Regions from separate parts of the Mus musculus genome. Here region 1 is linked to region 2. A link is a contact called in public promoter capture Hi-C data. All regions are on one chromosome and are shown on one strand. The core of a region is the stretch at or near the end of the contact, and the rest is flanking DNA. Distances in the headings are between cores, read along the strand shown. Region 1 has its middle 24 kb from the start of Fam126a. Region 2 overlaps Fam126a (family with sequence similarity 126, member A).

Region 1 (7,039 bases), core at 736-3,235, 60 kb after region 2:
TTAACTAGTTCCTCTGCAACTTTAATCTTTAATCTGTGAAATAATGTGTTCATGATGTCTGTAATGGTTAAAACATGTAAACGAAGTAGGATGAAACACATAAAGGTATTTCCCACAATGCCAATGAGATGCCAAAGCTTTTAAATTCAGACTCCATTTTAGAGAACCTGACCTAAGTGTGAACTCAGGTAAACTATCAGGCTGGTATCTAGCATTAGTTTCTAAGTTGCCCTCCAACAAAACCTGAGCTTAGCTCCAGTCTCTAGGCCCTCCAACAAGACCGGTGTCTCCAGGTTATTCCCCCAACAAACCTGCACCCCAGGTTACAAGCCCACCTTCTACCTAACGACCATCAATGCAGAAGGGAGCGGAAGTTAAGTTTATGACATGACGCCCAGCACCAGCCAATCATGTTAAAGGCCACAAGAGCTTCCAATTAGATGCTTGCTCAGGTACTTCCTGCTTGCTGCTTACTATAAAACCTTGCCTCATAGACATTCGGGGCTCCACCACCACCAAAACCGTCCTGCATGACAGCAGGCGGGGCACTGGGGTGGGTGGGGTGTGCGAGCTAGCTCGAATAGAATAAAGCCTCTGCTGTGAGTTGCATCAGATCCGCTCCTGTGTGTGTTTGGGGGATCACTAACATTTCCCTGGCTTGACACACAGTTGCTGCTTGTTCCCTCCCTGCCTGCCGCCCTGTGGAGAGTATTATCTGTGAGTGAAGGGGGAATATTTTGGAAATTTTATTTATCTCCCCAGTTAAGTATTTTCACTTGTAAGTGACCTTGTAAAGTACAACCAGAAATAGGAAAAAATAAAACAAATCTGCCTGTGGCCTTTTCCAGACCTAAAACGCAGACAAGGACAACTCTGGAAGCTCTTGTCCTTCTCCCCATGTCTGTCCCTTCTCAACCATTTCATCCCACCGTCTTCATCCAGGAGCTTTGAACCTCTCCCGACCCCTGCTATACCTTTGCCCATGTGGATCAGCTGATCCTCCAGAGCAGCGGGACAAACTGCTGTGGTTTCCCTGAACACTGCTGGCTCTGAGCAACCATAGTAAGGAGGGAGGTTTTTACCACTAAGCTCAGCAGAGTGAAACTGTGGCTTCATGGTTCACTCCGCGGCTTATGAAGAACTGTTTAGGACATTTTTTTCTGTCTCTTTATCATCTTTAACAGTGAGAAATGACAGCATTAGGAAGCATTCACTTTAAACTCTTGGACAGAAGTTCCTAGGTTTGCTTTGAGTTTTAATGTTATAGTTGGTAGTAGGTTATTTAATTTTGTCATCTTGAAGACTAACAGGTACTTTGGAGAAAGTTTATAATAAATAGCTTCTGAAGTTATTTGATGTTCTCTCTCTCTCTCTCTCTCTCTTTTTTTTAACTTTATTTGAGCACAGTGGATGTTTATGGTTTTGTGCTTTATGGGGCTGAGGCCAAAGGCCCTTACAGACAGTTTTTGAAGCAAATATTTGCCATCCACTTAGAGAACGACTCTATAAAATGTTCTTTATTGTAATTGAGATGCTCTACCAATCACAACACTGAATGTATATTATTGCATTTCTGATTCATTGAGAAAACACAAAATAATAAAAGTTTGGTTTATTCCTTCTCTACCACAATGTCAGGAATACCCATGGCAATTTATATTGTTCTTCACGAGCAAAGGAGATTATAAAATTAAGAAAAACATCCTAAATCCCATTTATTTGTGGTCATTATTAATCACTATACTTGAGCTGTTATACATAATTATAATGTATAATTATTCTAACTGCTGCATGAATATATTTTTGATTACTAGAGCGAATGCTGGCTTAATGCCAAGGACCTTGACATTCCATGGGCTGAAGGCCAAGGACACCAGCGGTTTGTTTTGTTCTGTTTTTCAAGACTTCCCCGGAGACTGCACTGAATAGATTCTACTGACCACAAATGAATGTTATATTTTTAACCTCCCTGGAAAGATATGAATATTTCTAGTAACAGGAGTCAAATTACAGACGAGCTCAAGGGCCCTGCTGCCCGTCCCATGATCCCTCGTTAGCTTCCCCTTAAACAAGCATTTGCATACGTGTGGGTATCAGAGCTCTTGGTAAAATTAACTTAGTAAACTAAAGATGTGGAGCAAAGCAGAAACATAGCTGCTAAGGGTCTCTGGAAAGACAAAAGGAAAGAAGGGCGTCACCCACCATGAGCTGGAAGGAAGGAGAAAGACCTGAGGCAGCATCACTCACTTCAAGCCTTGCAACACCATCAGACTAGAGTCTAGATATGTACTCTAAGTATTTCTGTTATAGGAAATATTAAACGAAATATGTACAACACTTAGATTTCTTATTCTGTAGCATTCTAATTATTCAGGTCTATATGCAAATTCTGTATTCATTTGATCCTTTAGCTTGTAAGCAGTCAGCAAAGGATACTGAACAAACCTGCTTAGTCATGGTGCTCAAATGCTGCAACCTTTGCATACATGTTCATGAAATGGCATTGAGATTGACTCCTGCCATAGTGCCCTGGTGGCATAGTCACTTGTTAGTTTATCTACAATTTGTTACTGAAGGGTTACTAGCTCCTGTGGCCCTGAGTGTAGTTATAGATGTTACCAGTGAAACATTTTCCTCCTTCTGTCTTCTCAAGGGAGAGAGCACAGCTAAGAGACACACACAGTCTAAGTGGAGTTTACTTAGCAATGCAAAGGGTATACACTCTGGAGAGAGAAAGCGCAGCAGGTACACCCAAAGGGGGCAGTCGGTAGCCCTCTGGTTCTTTGTGGTGGATTTTTAAGACGTTGTTGTGAATGTTCATGAGACGTGCAGAATATTTATGTAGGAAGGTGGTCCTTTTTCCTTCCCCACACTATGATGGACAGATCTCTCTCTACTAGGATATTTCTTCCCATGATTTTCTTAGAAAGGGAGGAGGTCAAGACCTCAATGTAAATATGGAAACTATATCATAATGAATTCCAGGTCTTTTGCTAGTGCATGTGTGTGCCAATTTCTGGGTTTCTAATACAATAGAAAGAATATAACTGGGCTGGAGAGATGGCTCGGTGGTTAAGAGAACCAACGGCTCTTCTGAAGGTCCTGAGTTCAAATCCTAGCAACCACATGGTGGCTCACAACCATCCGTAAAAAGATCTGCTGCCCTCTTCTGGGGTATCTGAAAACAGCTACAGTGTACCATATAATAAATAAATAAAGAAAATTTAAAAAAAAGAATATAACTGCAACATCAGAAATGCTTAACAGCCAAAGGGCTTTCAGAGGATGTAGAGACACAATTACCAACACACAAAATACAGCTACAGTTTTCTTAGTTCCCTCAAGCTTAATTTGCTGTGTAGATAGTCCAACATAAACCAAACAAGATTTTTAAGTAAGTTAAACATCAAACAAAAGTAAAACAGAAAGAAAATTGGTTCTACTCATCCTTATTCAAGCAACAAACTGAATAAAATAATGTATAAGAGATGGGTGGATAGCTCCATCCATACGTAAAGTGTCTTGCAGACACACGGACTTCAGTTCAAACCCTAGAATCCACAGTAAAAAACAAAACCAGGTGTAGTGGTACATGCTTGTAATCCAAGAGCTGGAGAAGCAGAGACAAATGGTTTCTGGTGTTTGATATTCAGTCAGCCTGGCCTTCTTAGAGTTTACATCCAATGAGACACTCAGTCTGAAAAACAAGGTCAATGGCCCCTGAGGAATGACACCTAAGGCTGTCATTTGGTCTCCACGCACACACATGAACATATGCTCACATGCACATACATATATACATAAATAACATATAAAGAAACACATAAACATAACACATAAAGAAAGTAAAATATGAATATGGATGAAATGTTAAGAAATGTATAGCCTATTTATTTTATTGCAATAATAGTATTATAGTTAGTCACTGTGTTAGAATGTTGAAATGAAGTGACAAGATAACCTGATAACTTAAGTGAGAAAGATGTGTTTTAATTTAGTAAGAGGTTTCAGAGGTTTCAGCCCATGTTGCTTCTAGATCTGTAGTGAGGTAGAATCTTAAAACAGAAGGAACATGAACTCCCCAGGACAGCCAGAAAGCAGAAAAGAGACAGACAGGAAGGGACCAGTAAAAGTACATATTTTAAAGACATACCGTTAAATAACATCCTATGTCCAACAAGGTTCTACCTAATTTCTATCACTTCCCATCAAATTGTGAATTTGCCGATAATGAAGTCAGACCCTCCATTAGCCAGTCATTTCCCAAAAGCCCACTTCCAAACTCTGCTGCAAGGGAAACAAGGTTTAAATGGCACTGGAGAAACACTTTAATACCCAGCTGTGATGGCTAGCTTTAGTTTTCAATTTGATATAATTCAGAAATCAGCTGGGAAGAGAGTCTCAGTGAGGGATTGTCTACACTGAGTTGGCCTGTGGGCATGTCTATGGGGGACTGTCTCAACAAAGTTAATTGATATGGAAACCTCAGCCCACTGTAGGGGGCACCTAGGCAAGGGGTTCTGAACTGCATATGCATGAGTGTTTTGCCTGTGTGTATGTATATACACCGAGTTCATGCCTAGTAACCTAGAAGGTCAGGGAGGGTGTTAGGATCTCTGATACTGAAGTTATGATTGGTTGTAAGCCACTATGTGGATGCTAGGAATTGAATCCAAGCCCTTCAGAGAAACAGCAAGTACTCTAAACAGATAAGCCATCACTTGTGGCCTTCTTTTGATCAGAGTATTTTATAACAATAAAGTAAATGAAACTAGGATGCCAACTATGACAAATATTTTTGTTTGTCTAGAACATTTACCTTTTGAAAGTACATATTTTTTTCAAATGAAGTAACATCATATCTATTTCTACTGCAAAATAGATGAGTAGAAGGAGGAGATGTTAAAGAAATAGTAAGCCAGTAAAAAGGGAATAAGATTGAATGAATTAGTCATTGAAGATAAATGAGGGATATATAGGCTTCATTACATCACATTGCTTTCCCTTTTGTTTATATTTAAATTTTCCAGTAATTTCTATTTATTTTTCTAGGTATGTCTTTAGCCAGAGTGATGAATGAAAATTTCAAAGGCTTTGGAGTCAAGTAAAACAATTACAAAACTTGTTCTTTTCACAAACTAGTTAATAAAAGTCCTGCCTGAGGAAAGATTAGTAAAGTAGTGATTGTTGGGGGTCCAAGAATCACCCCACAAACCACATGAACACCCATCTCAGTCAGACAGGGATGGTTTATTGAATGCTCACCCTAAGACTCATTGATCAGGACCATAGCTCACACAGAGGCTGAGCCACAACATTGAACATCTTTTTCTGTCAGCTTATAAAGGAAAAAAAAAAACATAAAAATCACAGTGAGCTCAAATGCAGGGGCAGGAAGTGCTGCCTGGTGGTCGGCTCTGACTCAAGCCATTTTAGACAAAACAGTCCATATTGACCTTAAATTTGATGGGCCTCACATAAAGCCTGGTCAGATTTCTTAAGATTAACAAACCTCAGACCATGCAGAACTTAACAGGATATGTGATCTGCATGAGTCTGCTCTTAGTCATGTTATTTTTCTTTGTTAATGACTGGCAGCCGCAATATGAAATAGCTGGCAGGCATGGAACAAAATGGCTACAGCTATGCTGGGGAGAAGGGGGCATACTCAACAGTGATACTGACTTCTGCTTCATAGGTATCATGGGAATGAGAAGAAACCACACACAACCCCCTGCAGAGCAGACAAGGAACCAGCCTGCCCCCATCTTAGGTTAAAAGCCATTGTATAGTAAAGACAAAGAAGGTCTAGGCCTGTTTATGATTAATCCTCTATTTCTCAAGAACTGAGCTATGCCCCATTTGTAACCTAACTACAATGGGTCTGGAACGGCAACCATGTCTTTGTTTCAGGAGTTAGTTTGTTTGTTATATCTAACTAACATGAAATACTTATGTTCTGTTCCTGTAACCCCACCTATTTTGCCGGACAACTATTCCATTTGGAAAGTTCCTACCCCTGAGCTATATAAAATTAATGTTTTCCTTACATCTAGGGCTGCTCTCAAAAAATCCCAACTTAAGGTAAGACAGCCAGCCCCAGATGTACCTCTAAAATACAGCTTGCTCTAATTAGATATTCGGGGAATTGGTCTTTCTCCTTAAAACGTTCTGGTTTAACACAGGCATTTAGTAACTGCTGTCACAACTGTAGAAGTTATTGAAGATGTGTGCTTCTTTAAATGTATTTATTTTTATTTTATGTGTATGGGTGTTTTGCCTGCATGTGCATGAAGTTCCCAAGGAGGCCAGAAGATGGTGCCAGATCCCCTGGAACTGGAGCTAGAGACTGTTGTAAGCCATCATCATATGGGTGCTGGGAATCAATTAGTGCTCTCAACCTTTGAGCTAGCTCTCGAACCCTAGAAATGGACTTGTTGAATAAATGTGGGCACCTTAGTTTAAGATTGCAATGAGATTCTCAAAGCAGAGAAAAATAAACTTAGAAAAAGAAGTGGTACCTATCCTTGTACTCAGAGCCTGAGGTTAGAATTTTTCTGCCTAGGCAGCAAGACAATTATTCACACCAAACTAAACGACTCTGCATCTGTCTCATTCCCCAGGAAACCACTGTAGCACTGGGGATGCACTCCGAGCAAGAATTGGTCATGGTCTGAAAGATCTCAGATCCCATCCTGTTTCAGTAATTGAAAAGTAACAAAGAAGGGTGTCCTTGGCAGGGAAAGAGAACAGGATGCAGAAGGTGGGATTTTATTGACTCTAGTTTTCATCTGTTCTGCTTTTAGTCTCTTGTGTGAAAAGTGAATTCTTATTAGACAGCTGTATTTTAATCTTTCCTTTCTACATAACTGAAGAGGTTAGAGGCATCACCATCCAACCATCCAAATCAGAACTCTGGGAGACAGCCCATCCCCTTATCTCCCTGGGCAGATAGATCCCTCCCACACATTTTCGGCTGATCACATCCAGGTATCTCTGGCAAGTGCCTTTTGATCTATATTCTCATAAGCATTGCCTT
Region 2 (6,954 bases), core at 3,840-6,339:
AGTTACAGAGCCATTACACCCAACCCATTGTTAAAGCCATGGTTACTGTCCCTGCGTTTTATGCATAAATTAAAATCTTCTATAGCCCTTTTCTTTCACACTATACTCCCAATTAAATTATGTTAGTAGCACTAACTATATCTTTATTAAAGACTCTTAAAAACCAGAAAAGCAAGTTAAGAAACTCTCATATCTGTCAAGCGTTCCTTTAAGTCATACATTTCGGTCAAACACAAAACATGGTCGAACGCGTCAGGAGAGTGGCAGGTAGTGGTTTTCAAGGAAACCTGAACAAACTACATATTTCATTAACAAGCAGCAGATTAAATCAAGACACCAAGCAGCTTTCTATTACCAATAATTACAACAAAGAGAAACCAAATGAGTAGTGTAAATGTTTATTTCAAACAGACTAAGTAAGTAGAGTAAGGAGCAAGTTCAACTATCCTCTTCTAAAACCAGGCCTTGGAATGTGGCTCCGACACAGACTGCTTTTGCCTAGCACACCCAAGGCTGGGGGTTCTATTCTCTGTGGCAAAAAAAAAAAAAAAAGCAAATGAGACAAGCAGACTGTTTTTAAAGTGGTGCATGCCTTTAATCCCAACACTTTGGGAGGCAGATGGTGGGGGAGGGCAGAGGCAGAGGCAGAGGCAGGTGAATCTCTGTGAGTTCGAGGCCAGCCAGTGTGAGTTTCAGGACAATGAAGGTCACAGAGAAACCCTGTTTTTTTTAAAAAAAAAAAAAAATTATCTACCTTCTGGCAGTACTCACTCATAGGGTATTTTTTCCACCTCACAGTGGTGGTGGCATTAGAAAGCACAGGTTCGACTGTCTCAAACAGAACAAAGTGGCTCTGCTCTGTGCTCCAATACTCTCTCTGTGCCCCAGCACTCACATTTCCAAATCCCCAAGCAAGCTTGAATTGAATCAATAACGAAGCTTGTTAAGTTCAACAAGCATTTTCAATTATAAACCTTGCTAGAAAATTCATTTAAGACACTCTGTACGAACACATAATCAACTGTAATCAAAATATACTCAAAGTCTTTATGACCAGTTTTAAATCCAAAATTAAAAGCTTTTACCTAATGAAAGCATAATTAAGTGAAAACAGATTTAAAGAAAAGAAAAAGACCATGTTGCAAAAAGATTAAAATTATTCACTTAAAGCCGATACAAATCAACACCAACATCTGTTTGATGTTTTACAGCTTGCAAAGCACTATTTATACAGAAACAGGATCAATTCCCACTCTACTGTAAGTAGACTATGACTAGCCACACTTTTCCATATAAGGAAATGGAGACAGAAAGGCAAGATCATGATGGACAGTACACATAAGAGCCAGAAAGGAGAAAGAGCTGAAGTTTACAAATGTCAGAAAACAATACTATATAATGTGAGAAATACAGGCCTAGGTAACATGAATGTATTTTACGGTGGTGATTGAACATGCTGGGTTGCTAATGGCTCGGTGACATTTTGGAATATATTTCCCTATGAAAACACAGCTCAAACTTGTTGGAAGTTCAGTGCTGCTTCTAAAGGAAGCCTGGGCAACAAGAAAAAAGAGGAAAGCAGCTTGGTGAAGAAAAGACAAGGCAAGCACAACTCTGACTCAATTACTCCAGATGAAGTCTAATGGCCTGTCGGGAAAATCTCTAAGCCCACTAGAATCTCATTCACAGTGAACGCCACAGCACAGTAAGTAGAGTCTAGGCTACTCTATACTCCTGCCAACACAAATTAATTACTCAAATAACACTAGCTCCTGGAGTGCACAGTCTGGTTGCAAAGGCCCATGGATCCACATATGTTACCTACCACTGAATAGAGATTCGTGGCAGGCCAGCAATGCCAGGGTTCAGGAGAGGCAGGGGTAGATGGCTCTCCATGAATTTGAGGCCAGCCTAGACTATATAGTGAGTTCTAGGACAGCCAGGGTTACAAAGTAAGACCCTGCTGAGAAAGGGGGGTGGGGATGAGAGACAGACAGAGAGAGAGACAGAGGCCGATGACAGACAGAGAGACAGAGGCAGATGACAGACAGAGAGACAGAGGCAGATGACAGAGAGACAGAGATTGAGATTGACTTTAAACCTGTCACATCTTTTCCTAAACTCAAAAACAAAAGGAATTATGCAAGTTATCTCCTTTCTATCTACTCCAGAGCTGTCTCCTTCTAGTCCCAGAACAGGAAAGGCACTAGCAGACCAAACGGCAAAATTCAGCGAATGCTTTGCACCTCCAATCTCCTACACTTCCCTGCTGCTAGGAGTGTTTGTTTTACTTGCTACATGGAAAAGCTGTATTTGTCCCTGGCCTGGTGTTTTGGTTGTTGTTGTTGCTATGACACCTGGTAACTTATAAAGAATGCATTCCTTCCCAGCTCTGCAGATTGAGTAGCCTAAGACCAAAACATCACCTCACAACAAAAGACAGACAGGTAAGAAAGCTAAGGAAGCCAAACTCACCTTGCGAACAGCACCAACCCCATATTCGTCCCAGTGTTTTCTCCTGCTCGTTATGCTAACAACTGAACCCAGGACCTAGTGTATGCTAGGCAAGAGCTCTCCCACTGAACCATATCCCAGGCCCATTTCTTTCTCTCTTTTTAAAAAGATTTATTTATTTTTTATTTATATGAGTACACTGCAGCTGTCTTCAGACACACACTAGAAGAGTGCTTTGGATCCCATTACCGATAGTTGTGAGCCACCATGTAGTTGCTGGGAATTGAACTCAGGACCTCTGGAAGAGCAGTGAGTACTCTTAACTGCTGAGCCATCTCTCCGGCCACCAGGCCCATTTCTTAGTATTTGCTACAGTGGTAAGTACATTCCCAGATGACTCTTAGAGGTAACGACCATGCAAACCATAGAAAGACGCAGTTCTGCATGGTTACTCAGTCTCTCTCACCTTTCTCTTATGATGAAGATCACTGCTCTTTGAGCCCCTAATGTCCACCATAGTAATGGCTTATAGCAGGCACATCAATATTTGCTGAAGAAAAAAGATTATTTGCACGACTTAGACGTTCCAAGGCTATGGAGACTCAGAGACATACAGAAGGAGAACACGGAGAAAGATGGATTTGGGGATACAGTAAGGATTCTAGTTTTCATTCTGGAGAATGATACACTGAAATTAATTTTATTCTTGTTTTGCAAATATATACATTTTCTTACCTTACACATGTATGTTATATTTTATGTTTAAATAAAAATAATCAACTGAATATTATTCATACAAACTGTAATGTACTTACCTCACTCTGTGGCTCCTGGATAACTTTATAGAGAGATGTAACTAAAGAACTCTTGTCTTTCAAATTTGTGGCATAATTTGGCAAAGATGTTTCTGGGAGTGTCTAAACAAATTAAAAAAATTATTTTTATGAAATTCTAAATCAGACAAATTCATACAAAAGAAAATTAGTATATATTGGTCATTAACACAGAAGGAAGGAAACAAAGAAAGACTGACTAAAAGACATAGTTTCCAGAATTCCATGCTGGTGTTTGGTACAACTTTATAAAAATATCAAAAGAACAAGAACAAAAATAAATAAAATAAAATTAACCCTGCATTCTCACTTAAGACAGTGAATTTTATGTGATATAGATTATAACTCAACAATAGCAAATTTAAAAAAAAGTTTTATTCTTTTATTACCAATAGGGTCAATCACCATCAGAACTCGTGATTGGAATCAGGGCAATGGCTCGGTACATAAAGCACTTGCTGCACAAGCGTGCAGAGCAGAATTAGGATTCCCAGGTCCCACATCAAAGCTGGGCCGGCATGGTGCTGACTTTAGTCCCAGTACTCTGGAGGCGGGGACAGGACATTACCAAGGGAAGCTGGCTTGCTAGACTAGCCAATGGTGCGCTCCGTGTTCAACCAGAGACCCTGCCTCCATTAGTTAAGTGCAAAGTAATCAAAGAAGATACTCAGTCTCAACTGTGGACCTACACATGCACTCCCACATGTGCAAGTGCACCCACACACATGCAAACACCCATGAACACACGCATGCAGCCCACACATTTATAGACATTCAAATGAGAAAACTTCATCTTTAACTGCCGGTTTAGATCAGAAACAATATTGAACCACATGTAAAGACAGTTCCGCCTTCAGAGCATCAGGAGTGATAGATCTCCTTAGGTCCATGAGGATGTGCTAATGTGTCTAACATGTACACCACAGGCCACCGGGTCCAAATACTCCTGAGTTCCATGCTACTGCCAGAGATGAGTCTAAACTGCAGGTGGGGCAAAATACATAGACTCCTCAGAACTGGGAAACTCGGAACTGTACTTCCACAAATTAATTCTGCTAATGCCAGTTAAAATACAGACCATCAACCACAGCCTGTTGGCACTACTTCTTCAGCTCAGAGAGAGGAATGGAGACAGAGACTCTCAGTAGTAACTCAAAAGCATGGGTGAAAAGGTGACAGGAAAAAACTGAAGAGAAAATTTACTGTAACAATAATAAAACGTATCCTTTAGAGCTTATCTCATTAGCAGTGTTTGTCTCCCCATCACTGCTCACTCACTCCCACAACAGACAGCATCTCAAAGACTCCTAACAGCCATGCTAAGACACGCACCAGATCACACATATCCCATAACCAAGTATTTCATGATTTAACATGGGCTGTGGCTACAATACACAGTTTTACGTGTGCATAAGTATGCATAGAAAATTAAGCTGTATCGCTTCTTACAGCAGGGTTATTTGATTCATTCTTACTTCACTTTCTTCCCAAGGGAAAGCTGTCTTTTCCCCTCTCCATCCCCATCACTCAACAGAAAGCCTCAGCCTCAGACCTTTGCTGGGAGAGCACTGAGGGACAGAAAGAATTGAAACTAACATTGTCTGGACTCTTTAAAACCAGGTCCTATTTTGCCTGAAGACATGTAAGTGACTAGGTCTTTCTGATTTAATAAGGGCTTTGTTTCCCAGCATGGTGAGTAAATGTGAAGCATTTGGAAGCCTGCCACCATTCTCCAGAACAATAGCAGCAACAGCCACAACAGCAAAAGCAGCTCCCATGCCCTGCTCCGGAAGGCAGAGAAACAAAGACCTCCAGGCCACATTCCATTTCTGTCATGTAATCAAGAGTAACCTAATACTGGAGAAATTTATATAACAGCATCAGCTGTCGAATCTCATTAAAGCAAGCCTAAAGGTATGTGCAAAGCACACGATTTAATCTACACAGCAAGTGAAGCACACTATGGAGTCTATGTGAGCACATAAAGTATGAAGCCACAGGCTTCAGGGTTATTATCCTTCCCATCTCCCTCTCTGACCCTGTCCTCCCATCCCTCACCCCATTTCTTCCAACACTAAAGGCCTTTATGGAAACCTACCATAGAAACCTCCTCAAATGTAAACACATACACCTGCATATATAAAATGAGCTACCTTATAATGGAGAATGACGACAGCCCCCTAAGGTGTATGAGCTACCCCCTTTTGAGCTGTTACTTAATAGGGTCACATAGACAACTCCCCTCCTAATTCCAGGGTTAATTTTTCTGTTCTTGGGTTTTTGTTGTTTGTTGGTGGTTGGTTTGGGGGAGGGGTGATTTTTGTTTGGTTTGTTTTGGGGTATGTTTTTGTTTTTTGTTTTGTTTTGTTTGCTATTGCTCTTGGATATCCTCCAGAACTTAAGGTAAAACCCTACTGCTAAAGATACCAGATATCTACATAATAGGACATGGAAAAGCCAAGCTTGTACCATCCTAGATGCTGCCTTACTTCCTAGTTCTCAGTGCTGGAAGGCTTTATGCATCTTACTAGGGAAGTTTTACTTGTGAACACTGTAAGCACCAACAATGACTGTACGAGCCAGAGAGACTGGATGTCTGCAGTGAAACAATATTTGTCAGACATGATGCCTCAGTTGCACATGGGAACTCACAGCATCTGAGACAGCACAGGATTTGCACAAGATCAAGCAGCTGAAGTCCTAGCAGGGAGAGGGAGGGGCCCATGAAGTCCCTCTCCCATCTGAGGAGCAATTAGTAATTAATGGCTGCGGGGTGTGAGAAAGTGAATTTTCTCAGGGATGCTGGCCCTAAGAGGCTGGCTACCTATGCTCCAGTAGATGGTCCCACATCCTACACATATAGGCACAACTAAATGGACCCAGTGAGTATTTCAAAAAAAATTTTAAAGATTAGAAGAAAAAACATATGAAATTAGGAGAAAAAGTAAGAAGGAAGGATAGGAAAGGAACTGCAGGGGAGAGAAGTGGGGAAGGGTTGATTAAAATACACATGCACATATAAATATTAAGTAAAATATTTTTAAAAGAGAAAAAGAAATAGCCAGAGTTAAAAGTACATCTCTTTTCTAAAATCTCAAACTCTGTGAAGCGCAGAATCCTGGGGCTTCTGTTGATAAATAAGAAAAGAAAGCCTTTAAAACCAGTGAGGCAAAACCAGCCATCATATACAGCTCAAAATGCCTTCACTATCTCATGGTTTGTATGTGAGGAAAGTCACCTTTCTACACAAGGGAAGGGTATAACTACTGCGCTTACGGTGCTACACGAGGGAGACAGAGAGATGGCTTAACATAAGAACCCTGACTGGCCTTCCAGAGGACCTGGGGTGATTCCTACTCTCAGTGCCTACACAGTGACTCACAGCTATCTATAACTCCAGTCCCAAGGGATCCCACCTCCCCTTTTGGCTTTTGCAGGTGCCAGACATGCACATGGTACACAGACATGCATGCAGACAAAACACCCATAGGCATAAGATAAATACATAAAAATTAAAACAAAATAAATGGTGCTTTGAAGAACTAATCTTAAGGACCAGATGAACTCAAGAACTGTCGGCCTTCTCAATTACCATGTTTCTTACGCTGTTGAATGCAGAATGGAGACGAAATTTTAAGAAAAAAGTTGAATGCTTCATACTTAAGTA

Evidence for each region. Capture Hi-C pulls out chosen DNA fragments and counts their contacts.
Region 1: a contact with region 2 is called in a promoter capture Hi-C map of adipose tissue. The contact joins two enhancer-like sites. A contact is called at or near these places in 11 of 484 Hi-C or Micro-C datasets (CD4 T cells, CD8 T cells, LSK cells and 7 more), 3 of 115 datasets of contacts at active chromatin or transcription factors (bone marrow-derived dendritic cells, bone marrow-derived macrophages and heart atrium) and 3 of 9 other capture datasets (adipose tissue, liver and pancreatic islet).

The regions. Positions count from the first base shown.
Region 1 is chr5:24,051,471-24,058,509 of GRCm38.p6, forward strand. No RefSeq gene overlaps it. Among named protein-coding and RNA genes, the nearest start is that of Fam126a, 24 kb to the left of the region's middle. Within about 2 kb of position 1,986, at least 44 of the 459 cell types and tissues checked have an H3K27ac peak or open chromatin away from gene starts, as enhancers often do. A contact at or near this core is called in adipose tissue and heart atrium, where this site is marked.
Region 2 is chr5:23,988,467-23,995,420 of GRCm38.p6, forward strand. Fam126a (family with sequence similarity 126, member A) reads right to left here. Exons shown (of 11, transcript NM_053090.3): 3 at 3,270-3,371. Among named protein-coding and RNA genes, the nearest start is that of Fam126a, 39 kb to the right of the region's middle. Within about 2 kb of position 5,090, at least 115 of the 459 cell types and tissues checked have an H3K27ac peak or open chromatin away from gene starts, as enhancers often do. A contact at or near this core is called in adipose tissue and heart atrium, where this site is marked.